Regions from separate parts of the Mus musculus genome. Here all the other regions are linked to region 2. Evidence: chromatin contacts called from public ChIA-PET and HiChIP or PLAC-seq data. All regions are on one chromosome and are shown on one strand. The core of a region is the stretch at or near the end of the contact, and the rest is flanking DNA. Distances in the headings are between cores, read along the strand shown. Region 1 holds the start of Thap1 (THAP domain containing, apoptosis associated protein 1). Region 2 overlaps Nsd3 (nuclear receptor binding SET domain protein 3). Region 3 overlaps Tacc1 (transforming, acidic coiled-coil containing protein 1).

Region 1 (3,981 bases), core at 661-3,160, 500 kb before region 2:
TAAGTCCTAGTGTCTCGTCTCCTAGGACGGGGGCACAGAACTGTCAAGCAAGATCTTGGCCACTTACTGTTCTTACATAAGGCTTAAGACTCATGTTAGCCCTTGTTCTTATTTTCCAACACCCAGCAGTTGAAACGGTCTTTTTGATGTGTGCCATTTTTAACTAGTCTGCATACTTGAAGGTTCCCTGGGCCATCTTAATAAAGCATAGGAAAGGGAGGCGGCAAGTCGAATGCACGTCCCTGTCACCATTCCCTCATCTAGTCCTACATTCTGAGGATGTATGAAATTTCAAAAAACCAAGTCATAGTTTAGGCTATATTCTAGCCTATTCCCCAGAGAAAACAGCACACAAGTCTTACTTTCTTGCAAACATTATTAAACATGAACACTACTGACCCCTCAAAATCTGAGAGACCATTGTGAAATTTGTTTCTGTAATCGTTTTGCTATGGATAACTTGCATAATTTACCAGTGGATCTGATTTCTTAGCTATCATCTGCATACAGTCAGGAATTCCTCCAAAACCTAACATAAAACTTGTAACAACAAATTTACCTGCCTAAAAATTGTCACATTTTGTGGACTGTTAGCATTAACAAACACCATCAGTAACGCTAATTCTATGACTTTCTTCTTTCAAGAGAGTATTTTTATTTTTCTCTTTAAAAAGATTTATTTATTATATATAAGTACACTGTAGCTGTCTTCAGACACATCAGAAGAAGGCGTCATTTCTCATTACGGATGGTTGTGAGCCACCATGTGGTTGCTGGGAATTGAACTCAGGACCTCTGGAGGAGCAGTCAGTGCTCTCAACCGCTGAGCCATCTCTCCAGAGTATTTTTCACCCTGGCTTCTTGATTGCTGCACCCACTACAAGAACGAGCCCTGACGGCTGTGGGGGTAAAGCTGGTATTCGCTCACATTAACCTTCACCACGGCAACAGAGTCAAGTGTGTGCTATCGTCTCGTTCTTCCTGTGTGTTGAAAGACAGGGGTTCATCTCGACAATACCAAGAGCCTCCTCTAAAGCCCATGGATGCTAAAGGTTGGTTCTTTGACGCTAGGACTTAAGAGTCCTCCCTGGCATCCCGGTCAGCTGCCCTGCTTCCTTCCCGGCATCCACAGTGAGGTCCGAAACCTGTCCTCCTCCCCCTGTGCGTTCCCAGCTCGACTTCCTCCCTATGTGCCACGGCCACGCCGCGGCTTGGGACGAAGAGGTACGCAGGGCTGCGAGAGGCTTCTGGGCGTCGCTCGCTCGCTTGCCCGCCCGCCGGAAACCCTCCGCGAGCGCGAAGGCGCGCGGTCTCAGCCCCCAGCGGAGGCCAAGACCAACGGAGACGCCGCGCGCCCGGGATGCGCAGCGGGGGCGCGCAGCCACGGGGACGCGCCCCCGTGGGTCCCCGCCCCCGCCGGCCCGGCCCGTCCGCCGCCCTGAGCGCCCGAGCGCCCGCCCCGCCTCCTCCAGGTCTCGCGCGGCCACGCGCCGGGCTCCGCCCCCACCCGCCCGCGCGCCCCTGTCGCCGCGGCCGCGGAGCACGCCAGTTACCTACTTGTGGAAGGAGACGGGCTTGTCCTTGTCGTAGCGGTTCTTGCAGCCGTAGGCGGAGCAGGACTGCACCATCCTTCTGGCCCTCCACACTTCCCTTCGGCCCGGGAGGCAGGCGAAGGGGGCCGTCGGGGTCGCCGCGCTCGGCCTTGATAACGCTCGCCGCTCTCGGTGGCGTCGGTCAGCAGTTACGGGGACGATCACCTCGCCGTGGGGTGGGGGTTGGGGTGGGGGAGTGACTACCCTGTCCGTTGTGGGGTTTGCTTTAGCAGAAGGACCACAGCTGTCGCCCGTCTCCCATCTTCAAGATGGCGGAGGCAGCTTCAGCCTCACCTCTCGCGAGGACTCGGCTCGCCGTCTCTGATTGGCTGAAGGTAACGTTCCCAGGGAAGCTGACCATTGGCTGGGGCGAGGCGCGCCTGTGGGGCGTGGTCAGCAGTGCGGAAGTGGGTGGGCCCTCTGCGCCTTGGCCGGAAGAGAGCGCGTTTGTTTGGGATCCTGACTGCAGTCGTTCTCGTAGTGGTGACTGTCGTTAATTTGTCCGGCGTTTTCTGCTGCAGCTTGATAAAGAACGGCCTGTTGGGTCCGAAAGCCTGCAGGAGAACGTGGAAGAGCTCGTCCCTGGCCATACGCAGTTTTTTTTTAAAGGGGGGGGAACCAGCAGATGCGTGGATTGTACAAACCTGTGGTCCACGTTCAGAATCCAGGTGACCGTCTAACTAGACAACGAGGACAAACGCGCATTTCATTTCCTCTAAGCTGGGAAGGAAGACCTTTTTTTTTTTTTTTAAATGTATGTGAGTACACTGTCGCTGTCTTCAGACACACCAGAAGAGGGCATCAGATCTCACTGCAGATGGTTGTGAGCCACCATGTGGTTGCTGGGAATTGAACTCAGGACCTATGTAAGAGCAGTCAGTGCTCTCAACTGCAGAGCCATCTTTCCATCCCTACAGTGCACTTCTGAACGTTGTTACCTTTGTGTAGGCGCAGCGATTTTTCAAGCTGAAGACAAGTGTTACAGGCTTGACCCTCTGTAGTTTGGAGTGTGTGGCGCATTCTCTCCCTTATAAACTATTTTCTGTACCCTTAAATATTGCTTCTCTTAAGGATCTATTTAGTGGCTACCATCTCTAGAACTTTGACTATTGAACCCACATACCATCTTTTCCTAGCTCGTTTTACTTGAGCACACATGGACTTGCCTTCAGAGTTATCAGGTATATGGTTTAATACATTCGCCAACTACTTAAATCTGAAATCCTGGTGTCACTGAGATAAAACAAAAAAACTAGGCTTTAATTCAGCAGAAAAGAACACTTGTTGCTCTTGCAGGTGACCCGGGTTCGATTCCCAGCACCCACAAGGCAGTTCACAACCATCTATAACTCCAGGCAGCTGGGCACCAGGCACACATGTTGTGGGTCAGAGGACAGTTTGTGGGAGTGGGTTCTCTCCTTCCACCTTGTGGGCTCTGGGACCTAACTCGGATCATTAGTCTTGATGCTAAGTGCTCTTATCAGCTGCTCCTAGGACCCCTTCCTCGAGACTTAGGTTAACCTCATAGAATAGAGAGGTTATTCTCTCACCACCATCCTTGAATTCAAGTACTCACAGTCTCAACTTTTTGTCAGTCCTAGTCTTCAGCTTTCTCTCTGTCCCTCATAAAAACACTGCCAGCCCCTTGTTTATAAAGCTTAGACATCCCAGGATACCTCTGTAGTGAATAAAGTCCAAATTGCTGATGATGGCAGCATAAGCAGCAGGTACTCCTGTGTTTGTACCATCTTCCCCTGCTTGTCCTTACACTCCTGTAACTGCTCAGATAGGCAGCTTTGCTTGGCCTGGGATGCCCGTCCCCTGACTGCTTCATCTTTCCTTAAGATGTATCTTGTGTGTTTTTTTCTGTCAGGTTTGCCTTATACCTTTTTGTTTTGGTGAAGTTGTGTACTTATGTCTGTAATTGTGTGCTGTAACATCTCTGTCTCATCTGACTGGGGTGCTGGGGAGGCTGGCAGCATCTTACTGAACCTGGTAGCCTCAGCAGCTCTGGTTGTCACAAATTAGGAGACATTGAATTAAATGGACCTAGAAACTGTACCTAAATTCGTTTCAGAGAAGTAGCTATATATTAGGAACACCAGAAGAGTGGTTTATTAACATTTTATAGGGTATTGATACTAGGTTCTCTACTTTAGTCCACTGCAAAGAAAAAAAAAATCATGATATGGTTAACAGATGGTACCCCAAAAATAATTTATGTAGTTACCTTAAACTCTGAACACATCATATGGCTTGTTATTTATTGAAAACCTGTTCTGTACTTCTGAGGGGCTATATAGTGAAGATGGGTGGTATAGTAGTCTGCCTTACTAGTTATTTTACTAAGCTAGTGTTCTGTAGTGAGAAGAAGGAGAGTCACACAGAA
Region 2 (4,243 bases), core at 786-3,285:
GGATCTGATGCCCTCTTCTGGTGTGTCTGAAGACAGCGACAGTGTACTCATAAATAACATAAATAAATCTTTAAAACAAAAAAAAGATTACGAGTACGCCTGTAATCCTAGCTCTGGAGGCAGAATAGAAAGGTTAAGAATTTGAGGCCAGCTTTGGAAGTTTAGTGAGAATTGGTTTCAAAATAAAAAATAAGAGGCTAGAGAAATGACTTGTGGTTAAGAGCATTTGCAGAGAACCCAACACACCAGCTCACAACTAACTCCAGTTCGAGGGAATCTGACAACCTTTTCTGGACTTCACGGGCACCAGGCACACATATGTGCACACATATTAATATATGCAGGCACATACTCATACACATCAACATAAGTAAGTCATTTACAAATAAACAATTTTTTAAAAGCCTGGGGGTATAGCTCCCTGTTAGAACACTTACAGGGGCCCAGGGTTCAATCCTCAGTTGTTCTCACCCACAGTCTAAAAAGCAAAAGTAAAAACAAAATAAAATAAATCCTGAAGACATGAAAACTAAAGAAGCAAACGTGTGTCTCTGAATAGCTGACTCAACTTTCTAAGCTTTCTGTCAAAAGCTGTATTTTAGAAGAAATGATTTTATATCCGAGAAATAATGCAGGGCTAGAGAGATGGCTCAGTGGTGGGAGCATCGAGGGATCCCCAGGGAACTAGAGTCTGCACCAGCACCCACATCAGGCAGCTCATAACTTCCTCTACCTCTAGCTCCAGAGACTCTCAGATGCACATACCCACAACCAGAATTAAGTCTGTTAAAAATCCTTTTGTGCCAGGCGGTGGTGGCACACGCCTTTAATCCCAGCACTTAGGAGGCAGAGGCAGGGGGATTTCTAAGTTCGAGGCCAGCCTGGTCTACAAAGTGAGTTCCAGGACAGCCAGAGCTACACAGAGAAAACCTCGAAAAACAAAAACAAAAACAAAAACAAAAATCCTTTTATGAGTGGGGGTTATGAGGACTGACTGCCATGAGGGCCTTGGGCACACTTTGGGGTGCAGGGTAGGGTGCTGCTTGCCCATCCCGACGTGCCACATGCCACCACTGTCCTGGATGCCCTTCTTTGTACCCAGCCATGTGACCGAATCCCACTTCTGGTACTTTGTGTCACAGCTAAAGAAGATGGTTTAGTTAGGGGTAGGCAGTGCTCTGTGGGCGGGTGTTTGGGAAGTCAGCACAGCATATACTCGTGCAGTGGTACAGACAGCATGTACAGAGAGTATTGGGACCTGACCACTGCTGGTACCTTCACATAGTGCTACCAAGACATGGTTGCCCAGCACCATATCTGTGCTCGCTCCATCCAGAGTTAAAGCGGAAGAGACTGCAGCAGGCAAGTGCCGCTGGCCAGATGTCAAGCAGTTCTACGACTCCACAATCAAGTGTCCAGTGCCCCAGTGCATGCTGTGGCACCAGCACAAGCCACGACTCAAGATGCCCCAACCTTCTCTTACACCCAGAGACTCACTGAGTAAGACTTCAGAGTCAAAGAAAGTCTTTAAAGTAGGGGCTATAAAGAAGGCAAAGCACTAAAGAGCACATTGCTCTTGCAGTGTTATATTTGTATATCAGTGATATACAAAAAGACCAGGCTTTTTTCAGCACCCACACAGAGGCTCACAACCAACTCTACTCCAAGGATGCAATACTCTTCCTGCACCCCAGGCACCACGCACACAGATGGGGCACATACACACCTGCAGGCAAAACACCCATGCTTTTAAAAAACTATGTACTTTTGAAAACTTTAAAAATATTGTTGGTGTGAAAAGGCAACGTGGGCATGCTGGCAGGTGGCACATGCTTTATTCCACACTCAGGAAGCAGAGGCAGGCAGATCTCTTCAAGTTCAAGGCCAGTCAAGTCTGCATGATGAGACCCTGTCACAGAGAAGAGAAGAAGGGGAGGGAGGGGGGGGAGAGAAGCACGCATGAGGCATGAGGCTGAGAAAAGAGAAGATGGCTGAGCAGATAAGCACACTTGATGTACAGGCATGAGGATGTGAGTCATATCCTCAGCACCAGGGTGAGAATCCAGGCATGACCTCATACGTCTGCCTGTAAGCCAGTGCTGTAAAATGGAGGCAGGACGACAGCTGGGTTTTCTGGCCATCAGCTAAACTGCAGATTCAGTAGGAAATCCAGATGCAAAGGGAATGATAAAGTAGACAGTGATATACAATGAGACACCCAGCACCCTCCTCCAGGTCAGTGTGTGTGCACAGGTGAACACACCTACACACTCACAGAGTAAACATCCATGCTACGTGACACAGTACTCAGAAGCCCAAAGGCTCCAAGTCCCAGATCATCCTGGGCAACACAGTGACAAAACAACAACAACAACAACAACAACAAAACAAAACACCAACCCTCCCCAGGAAAAAGAAAATCTTCATTTACATGTCTATTAATTACAAATATGCAGAGAAAAATAATTACCTCAAAAATGTTTATTTTCTGAATATGGTGTGCGGGTGTTTTGTCTGCACATATGTGTATCTATGCATCAGTGCCTGGTGCTCAAGAAAGCCTGAAGAGAACATCAGATCCTGAAACTGGAGTTAAAGATTGTGTGTAGGTGCTGGGAATTGAACCCAGGTCCTCTGGAAGAGTGGGCATTGCTCATAACCACTGAGCCATCTCTCTAGCCCACCTCAAGCTTTATGACAAAATACAATTCATGCTTTTAATCAAAACATGAATGATTTTTCAATTCTAGATTCTCAAATTACTAAGAGTAATATAAACAAATTTTCTAGCACTAAAATAAAAACTGGCCTCGATGAAGTCATCTGATTAGTGGATGAATTAATGACTCAAGCAGTGAAGACTGCAAATGCCTTCAGAGGATGAGCTCAGTTCCCACCCAGTGCACCTCAGGAAGTTCAGGACTCGGCTGTAACTTCAGCTCAGGGGATCTAAGCCTCCAGGGCACCCACAGGCTTGTGCACGCCTCTCCCTCCCCATGCACACATACAAGAAAGAAAGTTTAAAAAGAAATTTGTAAAAACAACTCCTTAATCTCAAGAGATTGCTGTCTTGTGAGGAGAGAAGAGGAGAGCCATGACTCTCGGGTGGTATCACTTTGAAAGCTCTTAAGCCCTCGATATAGATGGACAGGAACTGTTTTAGTTCAGGAATTGATTTAGACTTCTTTGACAACGCCTGCCCATTCTCCATGAACAGAGCTATGGAAGTTCCAGCACAAGGCTGACCTAACCCCTTTTCCCACATGTACTGCTCTGAGTTATGACTGCAGGGGCGCAGCTGGCTGTAGAGCAAGGATTAGAACGTGGTTTTCAGACTACTTTGCTGAGACACAGGATCCACCCCATGGATAGCTGCTTTAAGCATCACAGAAGGAAATATTCACTAGGTAGGCTGCAGAGGTAGCTCAGCTGTGCTTGCCTTACTCGCAGAGGACCTGGGTCCATTCCCAGCACCCATTAAGCAGGTATGGTGGTGCACGCTATAACTCCAGCAGAGGGTAGAGGCAGGAGAATCAGAAATTTTACATCATCCTCAGCTTCATAGCAACTTTGAGGGCAGCCTAGGTTACATGAAAGTGCTTTTAAAAAAAATTAAGAAATACATAATACAACCATCTAATACAGTACCTTGCAAAACAACTTTGAGTTTCTTCATTCCTGCCCCACATCTACTCTCCCAGCCTTTAATCAGCACATGGTGCCAAGAAGAAAGTAAACAATACTTACTACTATACTTTGGCAGATTCTTAGCTATAGCCAGTGTCACCAGTAGGGCAAACCCCACAAATCTGACCTCTAGATACTTTTTTCTTCTCATTAATAATGCACAGGTATCAAAAAGGAAATTTAATGTCGAAAGAAAAGAGAAAAAAATTGTCACAGATAATGAAGAAGTCAACAGATGATAAAGATGTGTTCACAAAGCAGGTACTCAGAAATAAATTATAAGCCAAACTGTCTTTGAACTTAGCAATCACTTCCAGGTGGGAGATTCTTAGGAATATATCATGCTTGGACAAAGCACACATAGATATAGCTCTGCTTAGCTTGTAACACTCCTAAGGCACAGTTATCTATTATTGCTAGATCCAAGGCATATGTCTGTCCTCTCAAAAACTTTCCAGGTATATTTACAGTCATGAATGAGTCAGAAGAGAATAAAAGCACTGAGTGAAAGTTAATACAATCACCGTGTGAAATTTAATATGATGAAAAGTCCTTG
Region 3 (4,567 bases), core at 272-2,771, 500 kb after region 2:
CCTGGAGAGTAAAAAATATAAAGTCGTCTTCAACACACGCTAGGGGCCAAAAGCTTCTTTGTTAGGTGATTAGAAGGGGGGACCAGGCATGGTGGCACATGCCTATAACCCTAGCACCCTGGAGGCAGAGGCAGGGACTAAAAGTTCAGGCCTCGACTGGGCTATACCGTGGGGCCCTTGTTTTCAAAGACTTGAAAGCTGTGTCTGGTGGTAGCGTTTGCCGACCATGTGCCAGGCACTGTTGCCAATCCCCAGCACTGTCAAACAAGATATAAAACACAGGAGAAAGGCTCACAGTGGCTTGTGGGATATTAGACGATCTCATTGAGAACCGTTTCTTCAGTTCTGCTTTGCCAAAGTACAGGCAATTCTTAACCTGTCCGTCAGCATTACAGACTGACCCAGCTTACGGTGGGTCGGAAAGCAGTGCTCGCTCTGTTTGGAGACCGGGAATTCCCCTACACTTCATATTCTCTGAAGCTCTAATGTGGATTCAGGCATCTTGAGAAACAGACCAAATTAGGAAGTCCTGAAGCACAGGGCTGGGAGGCCCAGAGTGGATGGGATGAAATCCCTGATTTCAGGGTTATAGCTTAACGCTAAACTTCCTTTCCAGCCAGTGGCCCTGTTCCCCCTGCAGACATGCCTGTGTACAAAAGCTTGCTCAATCGCTCGCTCACTGGGCAGCCCTGGGCTGAGCATGGCAGGCCAAAGACTTCCCTTTCAGCAAAGATGGCGCAGGCTAGAAAGGGCACTCTGCGGCTCACAGTCTCTTTAGGATCTGTGGCCTAAGTTCAGGGCATGCTGAATTGAAAGTGGCGTGGCCCTTCTGAAGCCCCCTTCCCAATTCCCCGGGGCTCCATTTCAGATGATCTCTCTGCTCAGCTGTTCCTGCTGTGTCTCTGTAGGACTGTGGCCCTCTAAGCTCCCTCTCAGGTTTTGTTTGTTTGTTTTTTTTTTAAAGTCTTCTTGGGAAGAGAGAATATAGATGTTGAAAGAGTAAATGATTTAGGCAAGGAATTTAAAGATGTATCTATTATAGAGAATTTTAAAGGTAACAGATTACTATTTACTTACTAATGAACAGATAGGGTCTGGGAGTCCCAGAACACCAAGCCAAAGGTTGAAGAAATCACCTTTCAAAAAGTTTTAATAATGAATTTATTTCCTGATGTCCAGGAAAGGTTTGACTGGCCTCCAGGTTACGATTTTTTTTTAAGCAATTTAACAGGGCTGGGGATGTAGCTCAGTTGGTGACACACTTGCTCAGCATGCACACGTCCCTGGATGTCATCCTCCACCCCCCCACCCCCCAGTTCTGGGGGAAAAAAAAAGAAAAATTTACTACTAAGTCCTTCCTGTGTGGAGAGAAAAGGGAACTGCATATAGAGCCAGTGCCTCTCCATAGGCCTTCTGCTAGAACAGAGTAAGGCAAGCACTTGGCACTGCATAGACTGCACTTCTCGTAGTTTCCATCTGAATGCAGCCCCCCTGTCCGTGCCTCTCCGCATGCAGTTAGATTTGGACAAATAAGATTCCTGAGGAATGACTCTCTTAATTGCGCCGCGGTTCCAGCTTTATGTAAACACACACACACCCCAGTTATAGTTCTAGTTTGGAGATGCTGCTGCCATGTTGGCCTCAGGTAGGCTGTGTGATGTTTTCACCACTCAGAGGCCGCCAAGTGTGGGGCTGAGGTCTGGCCTGAACCTTCCCTGTATGGTGTCTTCAATACCAACTGTCAGGATGCCTCTCTTAGGCCCCTGCCTTCTCGTAGTTTCTGAGAAGGCCCAGCAAAAATGCTTCCCACCCTCAGTTAATAGTAACTGATTCTACTATTTGTAATCTTTCAAATGGACACATAGAAATCTGAACTCTGAAACCACATCCAGACCAGATACAGGGCAGTGTGACGGTCACACCCGCAGCCTTGGCTTTGACCCTTGCAGTCCTTGGGACAGGATTCAGGCACCCTGTTAAGTCTCCAAGGCATCGGTCAGCTTTCCAGTCCTGCTGTTAGCGAGTCTGTGTTTGCCAATACATACCCACTGTACTAACGTGCCAAGTGTTTATTGCACATTTGCTCCCACTGTGTCCCAACAACCCCAGCCCCTCCCCTGCCTCCTCGTGCCCTGGAGTGCGTGAGGAGACCCTCACTGGGGTGGAGGTGGAGGGAGGCACACACTGCCTTGACTCCTGCTGTCAGGACGGTGTTGTGTGGAGCAATCATCCTCATAGATTTTATACACATAGTAATTTCCCTTTTTATATGTCAGGTAAATATTTGTAAAAGTTATACTCACACAAAAGAAATTATTATGATAATTACTAATATATTTTTTCCATGTTTCATTGCCTGAATAAAAACCGTTTACCACTGTTGCATCCGGGGTGTGTTGTCTTCCCTGGCCGTCAGTTTTCTTACCCATGACTGTTTACTGAAGCCTCCGGATTTCTGTCTGAATACAGAAAGCGTGGCATTTCCTTGCTCTCGTTCTCCGGGGCTTCATGCATTTCATTGGGCATGTAATTGAAAATAAAACAAACTCTGGAATTCCGACCTCGGCTGTAGAAACCACCATGACGGCATCTGTGCAACACAACTTTTGCTGAGTGCTCTGTGGTCTCGCCAGAAGTCGGTCCACCCTGGCGTTTTGTTCAAACCCGCAGAAGCAAAGCTGCTCCAAGCTCTCCAACTTTCGGAAGGGCCCAGGTGAGCAGGAGCTGGGTAGAAAGTAGCTGGTGCTTCATGCGTTTCCTAGGTCTGAGTAAGGACTTTACACACACTAGTTGGGCGGGCTCTCCATCTAGGGGTGGGCCAGGGTAAAACTGGAAGAGAAGAGCGGATAGCAGAGGAATCAGGAACTCCCTTCCCTGCTTATTTTGAGGCTCTGCATACTACTCGCCAGCCTGTGGTGGTTCTGGTTTTGGGGCAGTGCAGGGCACTTTGTCCTTCTCACCAGTGTGTTCTGGCTGTAGAGGAAATGCTAGCTACAACAGGTCTCATTTTCTTAGCATTATTGGGGAGATAAGATGAAAATTTGCCGCCTTAGATAAACCATCTTGTTTTTTTTGTTTTAGTCAAAAGTAGGAGCCAGGCATGGTGGTGGTGCACTCTTTCAGTCCCAGCACTTGGGAGTTAGAAGCGGGTGGATCTCCGTGAGTTTGAGCCCAGCCTGGTCTACATACAAAGCTCAAGGACACTCAGGGCTACATGGAGAAACTCTGTCTCAAAGGAAGGCCCCTTTGCCTGATAGAAGTCTTTGGCATGGAAGGATGAGGCAACAGTTTAGCCTTGGTTGGGGAGAGCACATAGGCCCCTCGTTTAGGTAGAGAATACTAGCAGGGAGCTGAGATTCTTGAGTTCCCAAGACTCTCTTTTAGAAGCATTGCCTATGAGGCAAGATACTCCTTGCGACCATCCTGGAAGCTGTGATCCTGCCTCCTGCATGTTGGATTACAGGCTCTATCTAATTTCTCTTAAAATCACAAACCCCACCTGAGATGTGTGTACTAAAAGCGGCCACACCGGAAGCGCATGTTCCCTTTGGCTTACATGGTCCAGAAGCATGACGTTGCTAGCCCATATTACGGTGACAGAAGAGTCTGGCTTTCGATCCCAGACCCAGTTCCAAGTCTAGGCTAGATATCATGCTCTGTACTGTCTTAAGTTTTTGCTTATTTTATGTGCATGAGTGTGTGGTGGTTTCAATAAGAATGACCACCATAGCTGGGCAGCAGTGTCGCACGCCTTTAGTCCCAGCACTTGGAAGGCAGAGGCAGGTGGATTTCTGAGTTCAAGGCCAGCCTGGTCTACAGAGTGAGTTCCAGGACAGCCAGGACTACACAGAGAAACCCTGTCTCATGGGATAGGTGGTGGTGGTGGTGGTGAGAAGAATGACCACCATAGGCTCAAATATTTGAATGCTTAAGTCACCCGGGACTGGAACTATTTGAAAGGATTAGAAGGGTTAAGAGGTGGGTGTGGCCCTGTTGAGGAAATGTGTCGCTGGAGGTGGGCTTTGATGTTTCAAAAGGCCCTGCCAAGCTAGGGTCTTTGTGCCTGGAGATCAGAGCGTAAAGCTCTCGGTCAGTGCTGCAGTACCTCTGCCTGCCTGCCTGTCACCACCATGCTTCCCTCCATGATAATGGACTGAACCTCTGAAATGCTGAACAAGCCTTCAACTAAATGGCTTCTCTTATAAGAGTTGTCTTGGTCATGGTGTCTCAGCAATAGAACAGTGAGTCAGCCAGGTTGTTTTGTGTCTGTGTCTGTCTGTCTGTCTGTCATCTGTGTGCCAGGTGCCCCCTGGAAGCCAGAAGAGAGTGTTGGTTACAGGTGCTTGTGAGCCACTGTGTAGGTGCTAGGAGTCCATCTCAGGTCTTCTGGAAGAGAAGAGCAGCCGGTGTGGTCTTAAACACAGAACAGAGCCTCTCCAGCCCCAGCCTGCTGTGCTTTAGATCTTCCTTAGTTTCCTACCTGACCAAGGCGACTCAGTCCGTCAACAGGTTCTCCAGTGCAGGAGTGAGGATTGAAGAAGCAAAAAGACAATTAGACAGCATTGTA

Evidence for each region. ChIA-PET counts read pairs in DNA pulled down with a chosen protein or histone mark. HiChIP or PLAC-seq counts read pairs in DNA pulled down with a chosen protein or histone mark.
Region 1: a contact with region 2 is called in an RNA polymerase II ChIA-PET map of memory CD8 T cells, with 16 read pairs. The contact joins the promoter of Thap1 here to the enhancer-like site in region 2. A contact is called at or near these places in 5 of 39 promoter capture datasets (embryonic stem cells, hippocampal neurons, liver and 2 more), 7 of 115 datasets of contacts at active chromatin or transcription factors (craniofacial prominence, effector CD8 T cells, embryonic stem cells and 2 more) and 2 of 9 other capture datasets (liver and pancreatic islet).
Region 3: a contact with region 2 is called in an HNF4G HiChIP or PLAC-seq map of pancreatic cancer cells. The contact joins two enhancer-like sites. A contact is called at or near these places in 1 of 115 datasets of contacts at active chromatin or transcription factors (pancreatic cancer cells) and 2 of 9 other capture datasets (adipose tissue and embryonic stem cells).

What each region holds. Positions count from the first base shown.
Region 1 is chr8:26,156,098-26,160,078 of GRCm38.p6, reverse strand. Thap1 (THAP domain containing, apoptosis associated protein 1) reads right to left here and starts at 1,910. Exons shown (of 3, transcript NM_199042.2): 1 at 1,558-1,910. The coding sequence starts at 1,628.
Region 2 is chr8:25,651,898-25,656,140 of GRCm38.p6, reverse strand. The region is part of intron 3 of Nsd3 (nuclear receptor binding SET domain protein 3); the gene reads right to left. Among named protein-coding and RNA genes, the nearest start is that of Nsd3, 13 kb to the right of the region's middle. Within about 2 kb of position 2,035, at least 96 of the 459 cell types and tissues checked have an H3K27ac peak or open chromatin away from gene starts, as enhancers often do. A contact at or near this core is called in effector CD8 T cells, memory CD8 T cells and pancreatic cancer cells, where this site is marked.
Region 3 is chr8:25,152,370-25,156,936 of GRCm38.p6, reverse strand. Tacc1 (transforming, acidic coiled-coil containing protein 1) reads left to right here. Exons shown (of 13, transcript NM_177089.5): 13 at 1-2,385. Among named protein-coding and RNA genes, the nearest start is that of Mir8108, 4.6 kb to the left of the region's middle. Within about 2 kb of position 1,521, at least 12 of the 459 cell types and tissues checked have an H3K27ac peak or open chromatin away from gene starts, as enhancers often do. A contact at or near this core is called in pancreatic cancer cells, where this site is marked.